5 separate regions of the Mus musculus genome follow, and all the other regions are linked to region 5. Evidence: chromatin contacts called from public Hi-C, HiChIP or PLAC-seq and promoter capture Hi-C data. All regions are on one chromosome and are shown on one strand. The core of a region is the stretch at or near the end of the contact, and the rest is flanking DNA. Distances in the headings are between cores, read along the strand shown.

Region 1 (2,700 bases), core at 14-2,513, 1.1 Mb after region 5:
CGTACAAGCTTAGGACACTCTCCCTTTTCTCCTTTTATAGTGTCTCACATTTATGAAAACTTCTGAGAAAAAAAGATAAAGAGCGGCTCTGGTTTGCCTGAGTAGAATGTTCCTAAGATTCAGTTTCCTGCACAGTACAAAAAGGAATGCATCTTTCTTTTCTTTTTCATTGGTTTCCTTTTTCTTTTTCTGTTCATGTTGCACGGTTCGATTTTATCGCCCCAGATAAAGCGGAAGGAAACATCAGACAGATCAAACACAGAATTCTCAAAGTGTATGATAGGTTTGGAATTACAAGTCCCTGCCAAGAAAAAGCCCTAAAGGGGGGAAAACCTCAAACTGCTCCATCTCGTTCCTGTCTGCAATGGAAAGAAGGCAGCAGGTTCCTTAGCTCAGGGCTAACATAAACTTTTTATAGCTCTTAGACTGAATCTTGAGCACCAGGTAAGGAGAATGCCTGGACAAAGAGATTAGGGTAAAGCATTGCTGAAAGAAAGCAGGGGGTTTTCCTGAAGGGTAAGGTCAGCATAGGGCCCTCACTGATCCGCTTTGGGCAAGTCTCCAGACCTCCTAGCTTGAGGGGAAACTGGTCCTAATTATGGGAGCGCTGAGCAAAGAGAGGTACATCCAGAGGGCTAAGGAAATCAAAGAAACTTCCTGCTGTGTAATTCCACGTAACGTGCGTTTAACATGGTCCTGCGTGGATGCGCTGATGACTAAGTAAAGGCGTGATTAGCCCCTTCGCCCTCCAGTGGGAGCCATACATCGTTACCTCTTCCAGGCAACCACGTCGCTCCACTAGGGATGATGTCGGGGGACGAGCGGCAGGGAGCCGCCCGTGGGACCTAGGGCCTCACAAACACACACCATTCACAGTTCAGCACCCACACTCACCAGCAGCCGCCCCCTAACCCTTACACCAGGAAGCTCACTGCCTCCAGCTCCAGGCAGGGTGTGGGCTCCACTCCTCCAGCGCGGTGTGGGCGCGGGCAGCGGCGCTCCCAGGCGCACTGTGGTGCCCCGCGCTACCCCGGCTGTGCTGCCCCAGGTGCCCAGAGGGCGGCGGTGGCTTGGCCAGGATTGGGGTGGGGGATAAGGGGTCCCCTATTCCCTGGAACCTTCTTAATCCTCTTCCTTGGGCTAGCTCCTCCTCCTCCAGGCGCGGGGCTCGTGCCCGCTGCTGCCTGCCTGCGCGCATCGCGCCTCCGCGCCCCCACCCCGGCTCCTGCGATCGCTACTCCCTCCTCCTCTTCCTCCTCCTCCTCCTCCGCCCATCACCGCCACTACGGACGCCTTCGCCGCCTACTCCTCGCGCGGCCACGACTCCTCAAGCTCTCTGCTACAGCTTCCACCGGCCCATCCATTCGTTTGCTGCCTGGTCTTTAGGCTGCTGCAGTCTCTCTCTCTCTCTCTCTCTCTCTCTCTCTCTCTCTCTCTCTCTCTCTCTCTCTCTCTCTCTCTCTCTCTCTCAAGTTTCTGTGGAAACAGATTCAAAGCCACTGGAGGAAAACATCTACTACTTCTACTAGCTGTTCAGGTAGGGTCGCAGACGTTGGTGGCAGCGGGGGTAACCTTTGCTCATTCCCCTCTGCTTCGCCAGCATGCCACCCCCACCCCACCAACCCACTCCACTCTTCATGCTCCTTCGACACGGAGGCTCAGGTTCTCCTAGTCTCTCCATCCTCCAAGATCGAATTCCAATGTCCCTCCCCAGAAACGTATATTCGCAACTACAATAAAAATCCAAGAGCCAGTCCGGCGGCTGCACGCTGGCCCGGCTCTTTTACAGTCTCCAACTTTGCACACACTGGCAGCGCTGCCTGCCTGCTCAGCGGCGTCTGATCCGGAGCCTCACGCTCCTTTGGTAGTCTTGGCTCAGAGCAGCTGTCAAATGCATAGTTCGCAGCACTTGATTTCCACCCTGCTGCCTCTTGAACATGGACGTGGGCAAATGTGAAAGGGCAGGGCGAATGATTTGGATTTGATTTTCTATTTTTTTTTTTTTTTGAGGGTGTGATGGTGGTTGTTGTTGAGTAAAGTGAAGACGTGAGTACCACAATTAACTGTAAGGAAAAGATAGAAATGAAAAAGTAGCCTGCTTGCTGCCAGCTTTTTCCTGCTGTCGTTGCGGAGGTGATCTTCCTTGAGAGGGTGAGGCGTGGAGTATCCATCTCCCCACCTCTTTCGCACACACTCCTCCAACCTATTTCTTCATCAGCTACTGTGTCAGTTTAGAGTCCCGGGTTGTCATTTTATGCGTGCATAACGATTTTTTTTTTTTCAGAGGATGGGACTGGGGAAGTTATAGGCAGAGGAAAATGTATTAGTGGTGTAATCTTTCCATTAAAAAAATCCTTTCCCATTGCCTGTCATCCAGTCCTATACCTAGTAGACAGGAGTAACATCCCCTCCTAATTGAAATGAAATTCTTTTGGGTTATTGGCTTGGTAGGATGAGAACAAATTTAATTTAATTTTGTTTTTTCTTCCATAGCTTTGGCAACAAGAAGATGAAGACAAAATTGAGCACATGCAATGTATGGTCTCTGCTGCTTGTTCTTCTGGTGTGGGACCCAGTCAGGTGAAGCATTGTTTTTGATTTCTTCATTCCAGGTCTAGGATGATTTTTAAGTGACACAACTGTATCCACACTCTTTAAAAGACTAGGTATTTTGAGGAATTATCAATTATTTTAGTGGAA
Region 2 (2,700 bases), core at 12-2,511, 1.3 Mb before region 5:
ACCTACGGACCGCCGGGGACCCCGACAACCTCTTACGCCAATTCCTCCACCCCGCTTCCAGGACCCCTGCGGGTCGAGTCAGCTCGCAGACAGCGGCCTCCCGGTCCTGTAACCCCAGCCCGCGCTGACCTCGCTCCCCGTTGCTCGCCGAACGCGGAGGCTACTGCCAGCCTCGGGACACCTCCCGGGTACCCGGCCCCGCCCCCTCTCCTCAGTGCACCCCGAGGCTCAATGGTGGTCCCCTCCTAGGCTGGAACCGGGCCTCTCCAGGGAGGAGGCGCCTCCCCCAATGGACAGTCCAACGCTCCCCACCCCGCCCCAAGAGCACCGTACCCGAAGATGACAGCCCTCCCAGTCCCCGCTTCTCCCCACCTACTCTTCCTCCTAACTCACTCCGCACACCCTCCCCGACCCCTGTCCCAGCCCCCAAACTGCACAGCAGTCCTATCCGCCATCCACTCCTCCGGGGACCGCCTGTCCCAACACCTGCCCCCCAAGCCCTCTCCCCACTCCCGACCGCCGTCCCGCACACCGGACTCCACAACTCTCCCATCCCACCGCGGCGTCTCCCACTCCATGGCCCCCGTTACATCACCCCCCATCCCCTCACCGGCCCGGCCGCTGCCCCAGCTCCCCACCCATTGTTCCCGCCCCCGCCCCCAGCCCTCCTTCCCATTGTCCCCGCCCCCTCTCCCCTCGCACTCCCCCGCCTTCCCCGGTAGACCGTACGGCTCGGGCCCCGCAAGCCTCACCCTGTACTCGGACCGCAGGCCCTCTCCCTGCCCGCTCGTACCACCCCCGACCCCAGCTGCCAGCGCCCGCCGCCGTCTCCACCTCCGTGCACCACCGACTCTCGGCCCCCGGCCTTCCAGAATGTCCCCCCTCCCCCAACCGCGGAAAGCCAGCCAGTCCCCACCCCCTCCCCGCCGCCCCTGCCCCCGCCCCAGCCGCCCGCAGCGTCACGGCCCTCGGACTCCAGGAGGGGTTCAACCCGCTCCCGGGCCAGGGACTCCAGCGCGATCGGAACCGGAGAAGTGGAGAAGGGAGCGCAGGAGCGGACGCGGTGTGCGGGCCCGCTGGCTCTGTGCTACTCACTGACAGCTGCAGCATCCGAGTGCATTTTCGGGCAGCTCACACCCGCCTGCCGCCCGGGCTCCCGCGCTCCACTCGCGGTCCCCCTACCGACTCCCCAAACCTTAGCTCGCAACAGAGGACCGCCGGCTTCTTCTCCGGCCCGCCCATCCCGCCCTTCTCATTGGCTAGACCCCAGCCGGGGGACCGCCCCTCTTCGGCTCTCATTTGACCGAAGAAGTGCTGGTTGCGCCGCCTGCAGCTGGCAAGGAGGCCCCGCCCCCTAGACTGCAACGTGATTGGCCCCGGCGTCTCGCCTCCGACCGCCCCTGGTGGAGGCCACTGTTCGGAGCCGCAGGTTGGACCCAACGGCTGTCAGTCATTCAGGGGTCCGAAAGCGCGTGGAGGGGCGAGACTGGGGAATTGGTCCACCTTGACCCTGAAGCCCCGCCCTGTGGCGGGCGGATCCTGGAGCGGGAGACCAACCGAGAGCCCAGCCGAGAACCTGGGTTAAGCATCCGAAACAAAGCAGCCTGAGGGACCTAGAGCCAAGCTCCAGCCCACAGGGACTGGTGTTCCCTGGGAGGCCATCGGCCAGATCCCGCTACTGCCCGCGCCCGGGTCCCGCCGGTTCTCCTCAATCGTTTCCCATTGCGGAAAATTAGAAGAAGAAAAATATCTCCGCTTTCCTCCCCTTTATGCCACAACCTTTCTGTCCTCAACTTTGGAAATGCGCCTCTTTTTCAGAGTCAATTATTCAGAGTCATGCGTTACTTGCGCCAAAGGTTTCGAATGCTTCAGGCATTGAACGTCAGACACCTCTGCGGTCCCCAGACAGCGAGAGAAAAACCTAGTGCCACATTAGGCTCTGGGGTCAGCCTGACACCAAGATAAGCCAGGTCCCCTGACTATAAAAGTCTAAGAAACATAAGTCGAACCTGGCCAAACCGCTGTTTAGCAGAGGGAAGCGTTAATGGGGTTGTGATTGTTAAGTGTCCTAAATACTGCTTTTGTTGTTTCTTGGAGTTTTTCAGTACTTGAAAACCAGTTCTCCACAATCACAGGTAATGCAATAACGCTGAGATGTGCGAGGGTGGGCGCCCCGCCCCCACCGCAAACACACACTCCATGTCCAAACCTCGCTTGCCCCAACCACAGCCTGGACAGCCTGTAGATTCCGCCACACGCACTGGATGATATGACCAAAGATAACAAAGGGGTCCTGCGTTAGGATTCTGAATTCTACAGCCCAGGCTCTTGAGTTGTAGAGTTCTGAAATCCGGACAAATGTTACAAGCGCAAAACAGCTTACAGTCCTTGTTATCTACATCACTGTGTTTGTTACTGTGATATGTTCCATCTCATCGCCCTCTATTTCTCTGTAATTAAATTGAATCCCAATAACGCAATCTTTCATATTTGTCATTCAAATGCATATGATTCACTTCATCAAATTGCAAAATATCAGAATTGCATCTGAAGACAAGAACTCTTCATAGAGCATTCTTTTGGGTCTCCTTAACAGGACAGAGTCTTAGCCAAGTCTCATAAACAAAGGAAGGTACTTGTAGGCTCCTGGGTTGGGAGCTTCTATATTTTTTTAAGTGCTTATTCTGGGCAAAGTCTTTT
Region 3 (2,700 bases), core at 104-2,603, 1.5 Mb before region 5:
CTTCAGACAGTCAAGGTCCATCTGACTTCAGAAAAATCCATTATTAAAGTACCTATGTGGAGACATGTTAAAAAAAAAAAAAAAGCAAGGTGGGGCTTCTTATCTGCTTAGAATCTGGAGTGCCAGGCAGCTCTGGAAGACATTTAATAAGTTCCATTATTGTGAGTGATTGAGACTGACACAAGGTTAGAAACAGAGTAGCGCTAATCAGAGTATGGGGGCTCTGAAGAGAATGTGACATTTGGTGGGTTCTTGGGGGACACAAAGGAGTATAGCTGTCAGAGAAAAAGGAAACGACTTGAGCATAGTGAATAGTGAGGCACAGGAACCCAGGAGCAGTCAAAAGCCTTATTGTCAAAGTTGATAAATGGGACCAGAGCCAAGCTATTACCCAGACACCGCCGACTTTCAAACCTGTGGGTTGTGATTTACATAGTCTTCCTGACTAAAACGCAGGTTCGTCCCAGTGATAGAGCCAGGCAGTTTTAGCAGTTGGGGAAGAAGACAGGACCAGGCAAATGACCACATAGATACAGCTTATATCCGAAATCAGGCATGAGAGAGGGGGAAGGTTGGGAGACATTTGCTGTGTGTCAGAGTATTTAACTCCACAGCCAGCCAGCCATCAGAAGTAGGCGAAGCAGGGAAGCTGAGTTAGAAAAGCAAAATGACCCAGTACCTGGAGAGAAAAAGCTGAATCAGACATCTCCCTTGGGTGGCCTAGGGTAGTTTGTAGAAACTACTCATCATCTGAGGAGTTCTTGAACTTAGGATGCTACTCATTCTATTGTTTTCAACTTAATCAGTGCAGAGAGCAACCAATGTGCACCTGACTGTCTCCTGGTGCTCACTGTGAGTCAAGTTAGGTTCCTAAGGACCTAATATAGTCTCCAATATTAAATGGACAATCTGCCTCTAATGCCTCAAAGAAAGTGCCAGACTTGACTTCACAGGCTTCCAGAGGAGTTGAGGGGGAAGAGACTAGTTTGATTTAAGCTACCTAAAGTTTCCACTTGATCTGCACCCAAGTCTCACCCACCAGTACACTCAAATACTCCCTTGCAGTTTGTCACAGCTCAGGACAGGACAGTATCCCAAGACGGGGAGTTGATATAAAGGTAAAGGCATGTTTTGGATTTTGAGGGCGTCCTTTCCGAAGAACTTGAGGATGCCCCAGAGATCCTTGCCACACCCATGCAACCCGCGGGCGACTTACGGTCGTGAGGGACCGCCCTGCAAGGATGTGAACCTACACAGAATCTTGCCCACTCTGGATTTCTTTCGGGGGAGTGGCGAGGGCGTGACAGGGCGTGGCCATCGAGGGTGTGAGCCCCACCCCAGTGCCAGAGCGCAAGCGCGGGCTGCGGCGGGCCAAGATGGCGGCAGCGGCGGCGGCGGCGGCAGCGACCGAGCAGGTCTGTGAGCCTGCTGCGGCCGGCCGAGGGATTGGGAAGCCGGGTGGCCCGGGCGACCCCACAGAGGGCGGGGACGACGGAGGGCGCGAGGGCTGGGCTGGCGGAGCGAGGCGGCAGGGCGGGGCCGCAGGGCGGGAGCTGTCCGCAGCCAAGATGCTGGCGAAGGCCGGGCTGGATCCTGGGCAGCGGCTCCCGGCCGGCCAGAGAGCGGAGCTGTCCCTCTGCGGGAGTGACACGGGTCATGGCCTGCGGAGCCTGCGCCTGGACGTGCCTCTCCGCAGCCAGAAACCATGCGGATAAAAATAACGTCAGTCGGGGCCGGGAGGCTGACCGATGCCAGCCAAGTGGTGGTCAGCTGTTGCCTGGCGTGGATCGTGGCCAGGTCTTGCTTCTGCCATTCCCCGCCCACTGTGGTTTCTCGGAGATTCAGATACTAATATAAAACTGACCCGTGTCTAGTGGGTTTAAGATTACTTTTTAAGAAATGCGTTATCAAGTGTTTCCTGGTCTTCGTTGTGAGCCTAGAATAGTTTAAAGGCTTCCCTTCAGATATCAAGCTGTAACTTAAGCACGCACATAAGTGTGTGTGCGGGTGAAGTGTGTGAACACATGCTCGTGCAAGTAGTTGCTAAAGTGACTTATTATAATAAAAAGCTATTTTTGTAGTCACTTCTTTATTGTTGTTTCCCTTTGCAAATAACCAGTAAGCTGGTTTCTCTTTAAAAGTTTCATTTCTTCGAAATCACTGCGGGGAGAAAGTGAATGAGTGAAATTGATATGCAACGGGGGAATAGTTTCTTAAGTGGCTAACATTTTAGCGACAGACCTATTAAATATTCGAGGACTCATTCTAGGGGGTATGAAAAACAGACCTGAAATCTGCTAAACAAGCACGGAAATCCTCTATGACAATAGGCAAGTGGACTTGTTGGGAATGAAGCCATTCCTTGGTTTTCCTAGTTTACCCCTTACAGCCTCTGGGTTAGAGGGGTCTCAGTTCTTCTGTGCATGCATCTTGATGCTCTGAGCTTCTATTCTACCGGAAAGTTACAGTGGTCTGCCCACTTGGCTACCCTAACCAGAGCCGGCCTGCCTGAAGAGAGCTAAGGAGAAACAAGCATTGGGCTTAATGACCAGCTTCCCTCAACTTTATAATTCGAACATGAAAGGTTGCTTTTTGTGTTTGGGATCCCACTAACTTTGTAATCTATTCTGTTTGGGAGTCAGGGTAGGCCCCCCGCTGTGTCAGTCACTGGGTCCTGGCACTTCTGCCCCTTAAAAAAGC
Region 4 (2,700 bases), core at 71-2,570, 1.1 Mb before region 5:
CTCTCAACTGTCTATGCTTATTTCCCTCTCTCTAAGCTGGTCTGGTCTAGGGCGGCATTGGGCACAGCCACTTTCTTGGCACTACTGGAGGTGACTGCTGCACCTGTAGGGATCCTCTGACGTCGTCAAAGGATCGTCAAAAGTATCAAAGACCATAGAAAATAGAGAGAACACTTAACCTGTTCCTTACTATTTCTTGGCGGGTCCGAAAGCCATAACCACACTCAGGTTTTTTGGAAATAACCTTCGTTTCCTATATCTGGGGTAGGAACCTGGTGCTAAGTTAATGCAGATCCCGAGGTTGTCGCAGGATTCCTCTCCTTTAATGAGCAGGGTTCTGCCACTCAGGTTTCTCCTGGCGAGACTTCTCCCTCTTCCTTTGGGTAGATGTGCTTTCCCCGGAAAGGTGCCACTGTCCTTCAAAGACTAGCCCTCTGGTGTCCACATTTGTAACAAGAGGAACTTTGAGAATATCAGCAAAGAGGAATATATGTTTAATCTTTCCAAACAATTTTTAAAAATAATAAAAAATAGCATAGTCCCGCGCAAATGCCAGTATGACACACAGGACGTGACCTAAACGGAACTTCTAATGGGAAGAACTTAACGCTTTTCTGAACGTCCTATTGCAAGATAAACAAGGAAACCCCTGGGTTTGAAGACACCTTCGTTAATTCTTCCGGGTGCGTAAAGCCAGGAAGTCAAGGATGTGAGCAGAGTAGACAGGGAGTGTGAACTTGATTAATTCTCAGGAGCCAGTATTAGGATTTCAGGTGTTCTCACTCCATTCACGAAATAGGATTGGGCTCTCAGGATCCCGCAGCTGCTGTGGTGTGCTTTTTATCTGAAGATTTTTGCATCCTTTCCACCTCTCTTTCCCGCCTTCCTCAGTATAGGTTGTTTGTGCTCGACCTCTACCAACATTTAAAGGTACAGAGGCTTTGAGGGTGCCAAAATAGGGAAGACTTTACGACTGTCTTTCAGCCGTCCAGGGAGAGTGATAAAAGGTAAGGGGCGTGCAGACTTGCCTTTTCTTACCCAATCAGGTGCACAGGAAGATGTCTTTCTACCAATAAAAATAAAGTTAGCTTTCCGGAGGCGGGAGGGTGAGCCGTGACTGCCAGTTCTCCAAAGCAACGTTGGAGGCGAGGACCGAGAGTGATTAGAGGTAGGTCCAACCCGGGGGAGGGGGCGGGGCGAAGGTGGGGAAACTCTGAGCGGCGGGGAGGCCGGCCAGTGGAGGGCGAGGACCGCTGTTCCTGGTGTAGTATCCTTCGCCAATCAGGAAGGCGAGTGGGTGGGCGGGGCAGAGAAGGGGTGGGCAGAGCTCGCAGCACTGCCGGGCGCCCGTCGGGCTCTGGGAGAGACAGAAATCCGGTTAAAATCAGAGTCGGAGGGAGGTTTAACCACGAATCGGTCCCGATCGGATTATTCCTTAAAGGGGACGCGCCATTGTCAAAGAGAACGGAGCCTGGGGCCCGAGGGCGGGGACCGGCGGCGCTGGAGGAACGAGGCAGCTGCACGGGACTGGGGACCTGGTAGGTGCTGTTTGGGGAAAGGCGCTTCATTTCACTTTCTCTTCCAGCGCGGGGGCAGGATCCGGGATGCCCGCCGACCGTCGGCCGTAGGATCCGGGATGCCCGCCGACCGTCGGCCGTGGGATCCCGGGTCCCCGGCCCTGGCCCGGCTGCCCTTCTTGCTGCGAGCCGCGAGGGAGGCGGACCGGGATGGGCGGCTGCGGCGCCGACTGGGGAGGCTCCTAACGGACGCGGGCGCGGTACTGAGCCGGGGTCAACCGAAAGCCCGTCGGAGCTGCGGCAGACCCGTGGGGGAGCACCGCGCGCCCCGCTCTGCTGCGCGCCTCCTTCCCGGCCCGTGCCCGGCTCTCCCCGCGCTCCCGGCTGCCCTGGTCGCGCGCCGTCGTCTCCACGCTCGCTCCGCTCTTCCCGCGCGCCCGGCTGCCCTGAGCGCGCTCCCTGCGCCGCTCGGCGCGCCGGCTTGGTTCGCACGCCGCGGGTTCACCGCGACCCGGGAACCGCCCGGCGAGGAAGCGGGCGGCGGGGCGGTGGCGGCAGGCGCTACTGCTGGGTTGATCATCCGACCCGGCTGAAGGTGCCGGCAGGCGGCCTCGGGAGGAGAGGCGGCGGGCTCGCGCTGCGCGCCGAGGTTGCCGGCCCGGCCGGGCATTGTCCGCGATCCTCCGCCGCGTCTCTCCGCCCACTGCTTGCGGTGCTGGGAGGGGTGCGGACCTGGGCGCAGAGCCCACTCCGCCTGAAGCGACGGCGCACCCCCGGACCCGCGCCTTTCCGGAGCCGGGGTCGGCCCGGCGGACGCCAAAGTCACCGCCCGCCGCCGGGCCTGTGCAGCCCGGGCCACCGGCTTCGCAGACACCGGCGCTGGCTCCTCGCGGTCCGGAGCTCAGCCGTGCAACTTTTCTTTGCCTTCTAATGGGAGTTGTTGCTTCCGGGCGGCAGGTTCTCCCGGCCCGGCCGAGCCTCGTTTCTTGCGTCTGCAGAGGCCGATATCTAAGGCGATCTGGGGCCTGAATGCTTTACTACTAGTCCAGCTTTGTTCCTCATTACCTACAATCGCTTTGCTTGTAGACTTTCGAGGATATAAGTCCCAGGTTGCTGTGTTAATAAAAGAATAAATAAACGGGTGGGGGAATGGCTGAGGGGCTAGAGCTTCAGACAGAACTAA
Region 5 (2,700 bases), core at 126-2,625:
TACTAATGAAAAGACATTAAATATTAAGGGCTCTTTCCTCTCACTTTATGTAATATTTTAAATTCAGCATCTGCCAGAAGTTCAATTTTAATATAGTCATGTTTCAAAGGTCAACCTTTTCTTGGTGTCCAGTGTTGTCTAAATCCCGTTTTTTGATATCCTTTATATCCTGATGGATGTCATTTTGCACTATTAACTTACACATTGCATGGTCACAGAAGCATGCATTCCTGTAAGCCTTCCTTTACCCAGGCAGAACAGCAGAACTCTCATTCTTTCTTCAAACTCTGCAGCTATCGCTCATGTATGTGACTGTGGACAAGGCATATCTATCTATCTGTCTGTCTGTCTATCTATCTATCTATCTATCTATCTATCTATCTATCTATCTATTTTTCTATCTATGCCTCTCAGCACTTTCTAACACTCTTAATCCTAACATTACATATTGGGTTGTAATCACCCTAATTGTTATGGCACCTTCTCATGACAAGGCTCATTCTATCACGAACTTTCTTTTTTTTGGATTGAAATTACAACTCAAAGAATTTTGGGTTCACTCCTGTGGTAAATGTGTGGGTATAAACATGGGTTTTCTTTACCAGCAGGTTGTTTTGTTTCTTAGCTTGGATAATGAGTCTTTGGGTTGCTTAATAATATATAGCTGAACTTTGCCTTTCTATGAGTTCTGTCTTGGATTGCGTTTGCTGTTTGTAAACGGGGGGGGGGGATCCAATCTTTTTTTTTTTTTAAAGATTTATTTATTTTATGTCTACGAATACACAGTAGCTGTCTTCAGACACACCAGAAGAGAGCATTCGATCTCATTACAGATGGCTGTGAGCCACCATGTGGTTGCTGGGAATTGGACTCAGGACTTCTGGAAGAGCAGTCAGTGCTCTTAACTGCTGAACCATCTCTCCAGCCCCCCACCCCACATCTCTTCTTAAAATAAAAAAAAATTAAAAAAAAAAAGTAACTTTAATTTGTCTTTGAGGTCAAACTCTTTGACTAGGAGACTGTCAGATCTCTGGGGGAAAGGCCCTGGGTTCAAATACAGGCTGTGACTATTACTAGATGATTTTCTGCAGTGAAGAAAGTTTATGAGATCTGTCTCTGAACACAGTCTCAACCGAGCAAAAGTCTGTAAATCTTCCTTCAGCAGCAAGCGGATGGGTAACAGACTTCCCCTCAGTCTCGACCGCCCCTCCCCCCCCCCCCCCCCCCCCAAAAAAAAAGAGGGAAAAAAAACTTGCTCTTTTTTCTACAGGAGAAAACCAATGGCTGAGGTTTTGCACATGCGCACAAGGACTTTGAGCCCGCCCGCCGGCCCCGCCCTCCAGAAAGTCACGTGGACGAATCGGAGCGTAAGCCTAAGGTTCAGGCCTGTCACGTGACAGGTATCTCTACTTCTCGGGGATGGAGCCGGAAGAGGGGACGCCGCTTTGGCGGCTACAGAAGCTGCCTCCGGAGCAGGGCGCCGGGGTGAGGGGTTTGTGAAGGGCACGGGAAGGCCGGGGTCCGGACTATTCTTCTTGGGCCCCTGGAGACACAATGGCGGCCTAAGGACTTTACGCGGTTTAGGAATGGCCCAGGCCTGGGTGCGTGTGGGGTCTTCTTGCTTCTAGAAAGCTCGGGTGGTAGAGCCCGAGATCTGCTGCGTCCGCAGTCTTTGAGTTCAGGTCTCCCGAACGCCCCTTTCTGTGTGAGGTCCGGCGGATGCAGTGAGGAGTCGAACCCGGTGGGACCTGTTCCCTGGAGGGCGGGAGGAACCAACTCCTAACCAGAAAAGGAGTAGCCACTCAAGTTTGGCCAAGAGGTGATCGCAGCCGCTGAAAACAGCTCACCCATAAAGCCAGGCTTGTGGAGACCAGAGACAGCCAACCAGGGTTTCTTGCAGCACACCCAGGGTCCAGACCTCTGTGAAAGTGATTTGATGGTGGCACTCTGCCCTGCTCAGGCTTTCAGAAGTCTCCACTGTGGCCCTTCTACCCAAAGTCGGCTTCAGTTGTAGATGAAAGAAATTTAACGCCACTCCCTCCGTTCTTTAGAAAATGTACTTTAAACATTTTCTTTGATTTTACAAATGAGGACAGTGAAATATGTCAGCCACAGGTTTCCAGCAAGCCAGGGCCAAAGCTCAAACCTATCTATGGACTGTGTCTCCTAACTTTCAGGGTGTCTTTCCTCCTATATAGAGATGGCCAAAACATTTGACTCCTGAATCTGAGAGCTGAGCCAGCTGTCTTCTTCCTGGGCCTCTGCCTTTTGCCACAGCTATGGGAAATCCCTGGTTTGGGTCTCCACTCCCTTTTCACAGCATTGGTTGTTGTGGTGTCACCATCCTTCTTTACCAGGCCACTCTATTTAAGAAACTCTGGGTTTCATCCTTGGACCTCCCCTTTTCAACCTCCTTTACCTGTTTATGGTCTCTGCCTCTATAGTCTCACACTTACTCCTGCTCACAATATCTTGGCAAAGTTTTGGAAAAATAATGTAATTACTTACAGGAAAGTTGAGTGCAGATTAAAGCCTTCACTCCTTTCTGTTGTATGCAAGGCCTTCTGTGATTTGGCCCCTACTCGCCTTTTCAAAGGTCCTCTGCCCTTTCACCCTTGTCTGCCTTTCCAAAGATGCAATTCCCACTCCTGCGCTGGGGTTTTATTTCCAGTCCTGTGTGCGGGCACATTGCGTTGGCTG

The links. Promoter capture Hi-C pulls out the DNA fragments that hold promoters and counts their contacts. A called contact is a pair of places that touch in the nucleus more often than the background predicts. HiChIP or PLAC-seq counts read pairs in DNA pulled down with a chosen protein or histone mark. Capture Hi-C pulls out chosen DNA fragments and counts their contacts.
Region 1: a contact with region 5 is called in an H3K4me3 HiChIP or PLAC-seq map of forebrain, with 8 times the contacts expected there. The contact joins the promoter of Gabra2 here to the promoter of Commd8 in region 5. A contact is called at or near these places in 2 of 39 promoter capture datasets (hippocampal neurons and stem cell-derived epiblast-like cells) and 3 of 115 datasets of contacts at active chromatin or transcription factors (astrocytes, embryonic forebrain and forebrain).
Region 2: a contact with region 5 is called in a promoter capture Hi-C map of pre-B cells, with 6 times the contacts expected there. The contact joins the promoter of Dcun1d4 here to the promoter of Commd8 in region 5. A contact is called at or near these places in 1 of 39 promoter capture datasets (pre-B cells) and 1 of 484 Hi-C or Micro-C datasets (B cells).
Region 3: a promoter capture Hi-C map of adipose tissue shows a contact between it and region 5, with 4 times the contacts expected there. The contact joins the promoter of Sgcb here to the promoter of Commd8 in region 5. A contact is called at or near these places in 1 of 39 promoter capture datasets (pre-B cells) and 2 of 9 other capture datasets (adipose tissue and liver).
Region 4: a contact with region 5 is called in a Hi-C map of muscle stem cells, with 5 times the contacts expected there. The contact joins the promoter of Fryl here to the promoter of Commd8 in region 5. A contact is called at or near these places in 1 of 39 promoter capture datasets (pre-B cells), 1 of 484 Hi-C or Micro-C datasets (muscle stem cells) and 1 of 9 other capture datasets (liver).

The regions. Positions count from the first base shown.
Region 1 is chr5:71,094,412-71,097,111 of GRCm38.p6, reverse strand. It overlaps Gabra2 (gamma-aminobutyric acid (GABA) A receptor, subunit alpha 2), which reads left to right and starts at 1,263. Exons shown (of 10, transcript NM_008066.4): 1 at 1,263-1,537; 2 at 2,494-2,580. The coding sequence starts at 2,510.
Region 2 is chr5:73,489,587-73,492,286 of GRCm38.p6, reverse strand. It overlaps Dcun1d4 (DCN1, defective in cullin neddylation 1, domain containing 4 (S. cerevisiae)), which reads right to left and starts at 1,261. Exons shown (of 11, transcript NM_178896.5): 1 at 1,096-1,261. The coding sequence starts at 1,120.
Region 3 is chr5:73,646,390-73,649,089 of GRCm38.p6, reverse strand. Sgcb (sarcoglycan, beta (dystrophin-associated glycoprotein)) reads left to right here and starts at 1,353. Exons shown (of 6, transcript NM_011890.5): 1 at 1,353-1,415. The coding sequence starts at 1,377.
Region 4 is chr5:73,255,238-73,257,937 of GRCm38.p6, reverse strand. It overlaps Fryl (FRY like transcription coactivator), which reads left to right and starts at 1,320. Exons shown (of 63, transcript NM_028194.2): 1 at 1,320-1,538.
Region 5 is chr5:72,166,864-72,169,563 of GRCm38.p6, reverse strand. Commd8 (COMM domain containing 8) reads left to right here and starts at 1,375. Exons shown (of 5, transcript NM_178599.5): 1 at 1,375-1,485. The coding sequence starts at 1,420.